Linked DNA regions of Xenopus laevis: region 2 is linked to region 1. The links are chromatin contacts, called in public Hi-C maps. All regions are on one chromosome and are shown on one strand. Each heading gives the region's core, a stretch centred on a gene start, on an enhancer-like site or on the middle of the called end of the contact. The rest is flanking DNA. Distances are from core to core; before and after follow the strand shown.

Region 1 (4,139 bases), core at 961-3,460:
TTTGTACTAAATAAATCTACTTTTCACAGTTCAAGTCCCTAAGTATGAATGCTGATGCCAAACCTCCAGCTTGTCTCGGTGATATTTATACTAATGACTAAAGAAGAGGTGGCAGGTAATGTTTAATTTGACAAATGATGCTCCTCCCCTGGATTCACAGCAACACATTTAATTTAATCACCATGGAAATTTGATTTGATTTATATTTTGGAATCTTGCGTTAATTATAATAATTAGGCAGGTCTGTTATACCGAGGTTCTCATGGTGATAATGGCCGGACTTGTGTCAAGTGTAATTGTACGTTATAAATATTAAAGGTGGCTCTCATTCATTTGTTCTGAAATTTACTTCTGCTAATAAAGACACAGCAGGGAGAATATCATTATGAGACCACTTCCTCCTTTACGAAACAATGTTTTGGAAAAAAAAAACATTCATGAAATTAAATGGGTAATTCATTTGAATAGTGATAATTGATTGATGTAGTAATGGGCGGATTTGTCCTGTTTCGCCACGGATTTCACGTATTTCCAGTGAAATTCGCAAAACTGGCGAACAATTCCCAAAACATCGATTTTGACTCGCCAGCTTCAAAATAGGCACCGGAGTCAAAGTAGACGTTGGCGCCCATTAAAGTCATTGGGCGTCCATTTATTGTCGCCGGCGTCTAAATGGGTGGCGGAACCGTCACTGGCGTCTAAAAGACTTCAGTAAGTCATTGGCCGGCGGCAAAACGAGCAAATTCACAGTGAATTTGCACCTGGCGAATAAATTATGCTCATCGCTATTTATGAGTATCCAGAATACACGCACCTGTTGGTAGAGCTGTAAATAGAGGTTACTGGGTCTCTCAAAAAATTATTTTAGTATCTCTCCCAAACTTTGTTGCTTAGACATCTTCACCAGTACTTATAAAAGCCAGTCACCGACTATGGGTAACTGCCCGTGACGTGTACAGGTATGGGATTCGTTATCCAGAAACCTGTTATCCATAAAGCTCTGAATTACAGGAATGCCATTTCCCATAGAGTCAATGTTAACCACATATTTCAGAATTTTAAAAATGATTTCCTTTTTGTCTGTAATTATAAAACAGTAACTTGTACTTGATCCCGATTAAGATATAATTAATCCTTATTTGGGGGCAAAACAATCCTGTTGGCTTTATTTAATATTTACATGATTTTTTAATAGAATAAGGGGCAGATTTATCAAGAGTCGAATTTCCAGTAATGGAAGTTTTTTTGAACTTCCATATCAACCAGCTTCCTGTTCCCCCAGCCTCTCCAAATAAGTCTGGCCTTGTGTAGGTTGTTGGGGTCGGCGCCTTTCCCAAGTAAGTTTTTTTTTAACTCCCATAACTTTGAAATTCGAATAAAAAAAAACCAATGTAAATTTATTTAAAAAATCGGGTGAATAGGCCGTGTTCTGGTGAATAGGCCATATTCGAATTGTTCGTATCGAAGTTTTAGCGCATTCGATTGAATTTGAAACGAAGTACACAAAAATAGCTCGAAATTCACATTTTTTTACTTCCAATTTTCACTTTGACCCTTGATAAATCTGCCCCATTAAGTATGAGATCCAAATTACGGAAAGATCCCTTAACCGGAAAACACCAGGTCCCAAGCATTCTGGATAACAGGTCTCATACCGGTAGTAGAGTATTGCTACAATTTTGTTACATTTTAGGCCATGAGAGGGCTCCCTAAGAGAAATGTACTGCTAGCTACTGTTACACCCACCTTCGGGTCCCCCAATTTCCCTCCTACACTCCACTTGTTTATCACACTTTCCAGTATCTCTTTTATTGTCCCTGCTATTATTTCTTCTTCTCCCTTCCTTCCCCCTAGTATATCATTTTCTTTTCCTTCTCTTATCTGTTCTGTTGTCCCCTTCTTCAGGGTCGGACTGGTGGGTGCAAGACCAAACAAGCACCCCTACACCCCTTCCTACAGAGGCCGCCGCCACCTGCCCTCCAGCTTTTTCAGATGAGTGTAAATTAAACCTTCCTTCAGAGAGTCAGGGGAGGGAGATCAGCAGCCTGGGGGATTGCCGTTGGGGATCGAGTCTGGGCCGACGGTGCCCACCAGGGCCAGGGCCCACAGGGTTTTTCCCTGGTGTCCCGCCGGCTGAGTCCGACCCTGTCCTTCTTTCTAGTCCTCCTTTCCTTTTGTGCCATACAGCTAGTCATCCAGTCCAGCTCTTTTGAACAATCTCAGCCCCCAGGCCTTAGGCCTTATACATGCATCATAAAGAGGCTTTGGCCACATTCAATTGTAAAAAGATTTAGGGAACAAAACACGCATGACAAAAGTCCCAGGGAGTGGCAAGTAAGGGCATTGATTGGCTATTTGGCTATAAGGACTGACAGCCTACAGGAGACTCTGTTTGGCAGTACAGCTGGTTTTTATACAACCAAAACTTGTCTCCAAGCCTGGAATTTAAAAATAAGCACCTGCTTTGAGGCCACTGGCAGCAACATCCAAGGTGTTTGGGAGCAAAATGTTGCTCATGAGCCACTGGTTGGAGATCACTTCTACTACTCAAATCAGCCAATAAACCAGGCCATGTTTGGCCACCTTAAAGGGATCCTGTCATCGGAAAACATGTTTTTTTCAAAACGCATCAGTTAATAGTGCTACTCCAGCAGAATTCTGCACTCAAATCCATTTCTCAAAAGAGCAAACAGATTTTTTTATATTTCATTTTGAAATCTGACACTGGGCCAGACATATTGTCAGTTTCCCAGCTGCCCCTGGTCATGTGACTTGTGCCTGCACTTTAGGAGAGAAATGCTTTCTGGCAGGCTGTTGATTTTCCTTCTCAATGTAACTGAAGGAGTCTCAGTGGGACATGGGTTTGTACTATTGAGTGTTGTTCTTAGATCTACCAGGCAGCTGTTACTTTGTGTTAGGGAGCTGTTATCTGGTTACCTTCCCATTGTTCTTTTGTTTGGCTGCTGGGGGGGGAGTGAGGGGGTGATATCACTCCAACTTGCAGTACAGCAGTAAAGAATGATTGAAGTTTATCAGAGCACAAGTCACATGACTTGGGGCAGCTGGGAAATTGACAATATGTCTAGCCCCATGTCGGATTTCAAAATCGAACATAAAAAAATCTGTTTGCTCTTTAGAGAAATGGATTTCAGTGCAGAATTCTGCTGGAGCAGCACTATTAACTGATTAATTTTGAAATTATTTTTTTTCCCCATGACAGTATCCCTTTAACTTCCACAAAGATCCTCCAGCAAAAGATACCATTTAATACTCTATTCTAGAACTCTTTCTTTTAGCAATTATTAATGGGGAGCTACTCTGTGTTTCTATCAGATATAAAAATATGAGAGACAGGTAAGTCTCAGGTAACACTTTGTAGTTGGGAGCAAAATTCAATTTTCAGATGAATTTTTTCCTAGTGATTTAGAGGGCTATCTATAAAGCGTTAAGTAAGAAAAATGGCCACAGTTGAAACACATTGCCTGTTTTTACAACCTCTTTAGATACAGACTAAAATGCTTCATTCTGTTATTGCTATTTTTTTCTCATATTTTTAAGAGCTTCAGCATCTTCTTCCAAATTAATTTCCACTGCAGTTTGTCAACAACTTACATCTGGCAAAGCCCCAATATTTTCTGGGTGAGGATGAAGATCTATTTGATAAGAAGACTTCATCGATGCTTTACTATATGACACTAATTTTATCATTTATCATGAAATCATGAGATTTCAGTAACTTTTTCTACTTGGAAGACCATTCCATTGCCACATTTGCAACTACTCTAAAATCCTGGTGACTTCAAAGGAATTGTTTCAAATCTTTATAAAGTGCCAATTCCAGCATGGGTGGCGCCTTATAACCAGGGCTCTTAATGTACGAATATTTATTTTGTCAGCTCTTTAGCAATTGTAACTAATGGAAATCCACACGGCCATGTATATATTGGATCCCTCCGATTTTTCTAGAACTGTGGTTATTTCAAAGTCAAACCCACAGCTTCAAAGAATGTGTTTTATTTTATAAAAGGGTAAATAGCCTTGGGGAAAATTTAAAAAAATGGAAACCACTTTACCGACTGGTAAACAACTTGTAATTAAATTTAAATTTCATTACGATGTATCCGATTTATTTTAAAGGT
Region 2 (4,139 bases), core at 572-3,071, 140 kb before region 1:
TTTGCTTCTATGGGGACCTTAAGTGCACACAAGGCACGAAACACGTAAGGCCACCCTCTGAGATGTTCCTTTTTGCGTAATAAAATAATTTTTATTTGCCTATTCTGGAGTGAAGTCCAGTTTTCTGTGCCAGCCTACAAGTGAATTGAAAATGGCTGTTAGGAGGCGGTTAGGTTCTTGTATGCGACAGTTAATTGTCAAAAGACAAAGAGATCAATCTTTCACTTGATGGATAAAGTGTTTCCTTGGACTTGATCTTCAAGCATCGGGATCGGATCATTATTTCACCGGTGACTTGGAGTCATTACACTCAGTAAATTGAATATAAAAGACATTGTGAAAGGTCTAATAGTTCTTGATGAGAGATGGGTTTACATTCTTGCAGGGCGACACCTCTGGATCAGATCACCCTCCCAATAGTCATCAAACACAAAGCCTCCATGTCGAACCATTTCTATATGACACATGCTGCAACTTGTACTTGAGTAATGCTGCACGCTGCTCCCCTGTTATTCATTCTTTATTCACTCAAAGGCTTCATTTCCCCTTTATTATTTAGCATTTCAGCACTGCTTTATCCTACATTTAAAATAACCAAGTTGGCCCCTTCATCTGTCAGAAAATGTGTATTCAGGGCCACCATCAGTAGTGATGAGCGAATTTATTCCCCAGCCATGGATTTACAACGACATTCTAAATTTTGAAACTGCAGTGAAAAGTTGCTGTGGCAAAAATTCGCCCAAGAAAAATGACCATAAGAAAAAAACGCCTATTGACTTTAATGTGATTTTTCGGCAAAAACTAAACAGGACAGATTCGCTCATCACTAACCAATATTGGAACTCAACCACCCTCCCACCAGGTATTAGCTCCTTGTTGACTTGGGGCCCCAATAAAAAAAGAATTCCCAGCACTAGAAATATCAGGTCATCTCCATCACCTATGAATCCCAGTATTGTGTCTCATGGGGCCCCTGGCTGGAGTACCGTCTGTACCCCCTAATTGTGCCCCTGTGGCGTGGGGGCTGGGGCTCTGGGTTGAGAGTGAGTTCGGGGTCCCTGTGGGGAGTGAGCTTGGGGTCCCAGTGGGGAGTGAGCTTGGGGTCCCAGTGGGGAGTGAACTTGGGGTCCCAGTGGGGAGTGAGCTTGGGGTCCCAGTGGGGAGTGAACTTAAGGTCCCAGTGGGGAGTGAGCTTGGGGTCCCAGTGGGGAGTGAACTTGGGGTCCCAGTGGGGAGTGAACTTAAGGTCCCAGTGGGGAGTCAGCTTGGGGTCCCAGTGGGGAGTGAACTTGGGGTCCCAGTGGGGAGTGAGATAGGGGTCCGAGTGGGGAGTGAGCTTGGGGTCCCAGTGGCGAGTGAACTTGGGGTCCCAGTGGGGAGTGAACTTGGGGTCCCAGTGGGGAGTGAACTTGGGGTCCCAGTGGGGAGTGAACTTGGGGTCCCAGTGGGGAGTGAGCTTGGGGTCCCAGTGGGGAGTGAACTTGGGGTCCCAGTGGGGAGTGAGCTTGGGGTCCCAGTGGGGAGTGAAAAGCTGGGAAGAGTCAGAAGGCGGCAAATAACTCAAAAACAATAAATGAGGACCAATTGAAAAGTTGCTTAGAAGGAGCCAATCTATAACATATTAGAAGTTATCCTGACAGTGATTAACCCCATTAATAGCAAGGATACAGCATTAGAATTCAGAGCCATACACTATTGTAGCGTTAGATGGGCGGGGCTACACTGGAGACACAAATCCCAGCATACACAGCGCGGCAGGTAAAGACACCAGGTGCTGCGCTTGTCTCTTGCAGTACCAGTGTAATGGCCTGTAGGTGGCGCGCTGGGGTCGCTGTTGGGCAGAGCGGGGTGGCGCTTGCCTAGAGGCTCCCCCTCCTTCCCAGGGCAGGATCGCACATCCCAAGGAGAGCGAGAAAGAAAGAGAGAGAGGAGTCATTCCATACGCGCTGCCGGGACACACACAGAGTGAGAGAGAGAGAGAGAGCGAGGGGACAGCGCACACTGATACGATGGACAAGTTACTGGCTGCCCTGTGCTTGCTGGGAATGTGCTGCTCGCTGGCTGTAACGGTGAGTCTATTCCCTTTAGCTGATACCTGACCCACAGCTGCGACTCGCGGGAAAGCTGCAGGGAGTTGTAGTGCTGCAACAGGTTGGACACCGCTTGGGACAGGCGAGACCATTACAGAGCTTAGGGGTCGGATAGTCGAGTCATATTGTGGTGGAACAGTTGTGGTGTCACTTGTAGGTGTTTTGTTTAACTCATCCCGCTTCTCCTGCCTCTAATCCTTTCACTTTCATACTACAGGGGTGCCCCCTACTTTTGTACAATGGGCTCCCCCAAACCAGCAGCTCCTTTCCTCTCTCTCCAGGTGTGGGCTGCTCTGCTTAAAGGGACGCTTCACCTTAACTATCAGTATGTTATAGAATGGCTAATTCGAAGCCACTTCTCAATTGGTCTTTATTTTTTATGGTTTTTGAATTATTTGCCTTTTTCTTCTTTTTTTCAGCTTTCAAATGGAGTCACTGACCCCATCTAAAAAAAACAAATGCTCTGTAAGGCTACAAATGTATATTTATTGCTACTTTTGTATTCTTCATCTTTCTATTCAGGCCTCTCCTATTCATATTCCAGTCTCTTATTCACATCAGTGCATGGTTGCTAGGAGAATTTGGACCCTAGCAACCAGATTTCGTAAATTGCAAACTGGAGAGCCGCTTAATAAAAATCTAAATAACTCAAAAGCCACAAATAAAAAAATGAAAACAAATTGCAAATGGTCTTAGAATATCACTCTCTACAAAAGTAAGTTTGAACATGAACCACCCCTTTAACCCTTTGTTCACCTGCAGCCTCATGGTGTATTAACTACTCCCAGCAGGGAAGTCATTAGTGATGAGTGAGAGCCTCACTTTTAACCTGTGCGCTGCTGATGTCGTGTTTAGCACTGTTTTCTCTTGGGCTTAACCACTTGTCGCCTCTTCACTGAGAGGGTTAACTTCAGGCAGCAGCAGCCAGTCTCATATTACCAGTTGCACTCACCAGGAAAATCATTAAGTGATCAGTCAATGCTGATTCTCCTGTGATTTAATTGACTTAAAGGGGTTGTTCACCTTTGAGTTAACTCTTAGTATCATGTAGAGAATGATATTCTGAGACAATTTGCAATTGTTTTCATTTTTTATTATTTGTGGTGTTGGCGTTATTTAGCTTTTTATTCAGGAGCTTCCAGTTTGCAATTTCAGCTATCTGGTTGCTAGGGTCCAAATTCCCCTAGCAACCATGCATTGATTTGAATAAGACTGGGATATGAATAGGAGATGGACTGAATAGAAAGATAAGTAACCATGCACTGATTTGAATACTAGACTGCAATATGAATAGAAAGATGAATAACAAAAAGTAGCAATAACAATACATTTGTAGCCTTACAGAGTGTTTGTTTTTTTCGATGAGGTCAGGGACCCCCATTTGAAAGCTGGAAAGAGTCAGAAGAAGGCAAATAATTGCAAAACTATAACAAATGAATAAAGACTAATTGAAAAGTTGTCTAGAATCTGCCATTCTATAACATGCTAAACGTTAAAATAAAGATGAACCAACGCTTTAACCCTTAAAAATCCCCCCCCAACCAACCCCTCCATTGTCCTAGTCTCTGGTTACTGGGGAAACTTTCCATTGATCTATCCAGGTGTTTACCCCTGCACTGCTGGTTTAATGCAAAAGTAAAAAGTATCTGATCCCTTTTCATAGACTTAACTCATTGAGTGGTGTCTCCTATTCAGAGGGTTAAAACCCCATGCCTGTTACCAACCACACACACTCTAATCAGATCCCCTTGTATTAACCCTTACACTGCAGATACCCGGGCAGTGAGTCCAAATTACACAGAGTTGAGTCACAAGTAGCTCAGTACAGTGGCACCCGCTTTAAGGTGCCCCGTGGGGTGCTGTGGTCTCTGTACATATCTGAACCTCCCTTTCTTTTTATCCCGCTATAAACGGCACATGGGAAGAGCAGACTGAAAATGCTGGAGGGAGGTTCCGAAATAGTGTGTGTTGTGTAAATGCACCAGGATGTTACTGTTCCTTTTTGTTAACCCTTAGTGACACAAAACCATCCAATGCCCCAGGGCTAGT

Evidence for each region. Hi-C and Micro-C count contacts between places; a contact is called where the count stands out from the background.
Region 2: a Hi-C map of the XTC cell line shows a contact between it and region 1, with 3 times the contacts expected there. The contact joins the promoter of sdc1.L here to the enhancer-like site in region 1. A contact is called at or near these places in 2 of 4 Hi-C or Micro-C datasets (the XL177 cell line and the XTC cell line).

The regions. Positions count from the first base shown.
Region 1 is chr5L:154,456,457-154,460,595 of Xenopus_laevis_v10.1, reverse strand. No RefSeq gene overlaps it. Among protein-coding and RNA genes, the nearest start is that of laptm4a.L, 28 kb to the right of the region's middle. Within about 2 kb of position 2,210, at least 2 of the 7 cell types and tissues checked have an H3K27ac peak or open chromatin away from gene starts, as enhancers often do.
Region 2 is chr5L:154,595,048-154,599,186 of Xenopus_laevis_v10.1, reverse strand. It overlaps sdc1.L (syndecan-3), which reads left to right and starts at 1,821. Exons shown (of 5, transcript XM_018264044.2): 1 at 1,821-2,069. The coding sequence starts at 2,010.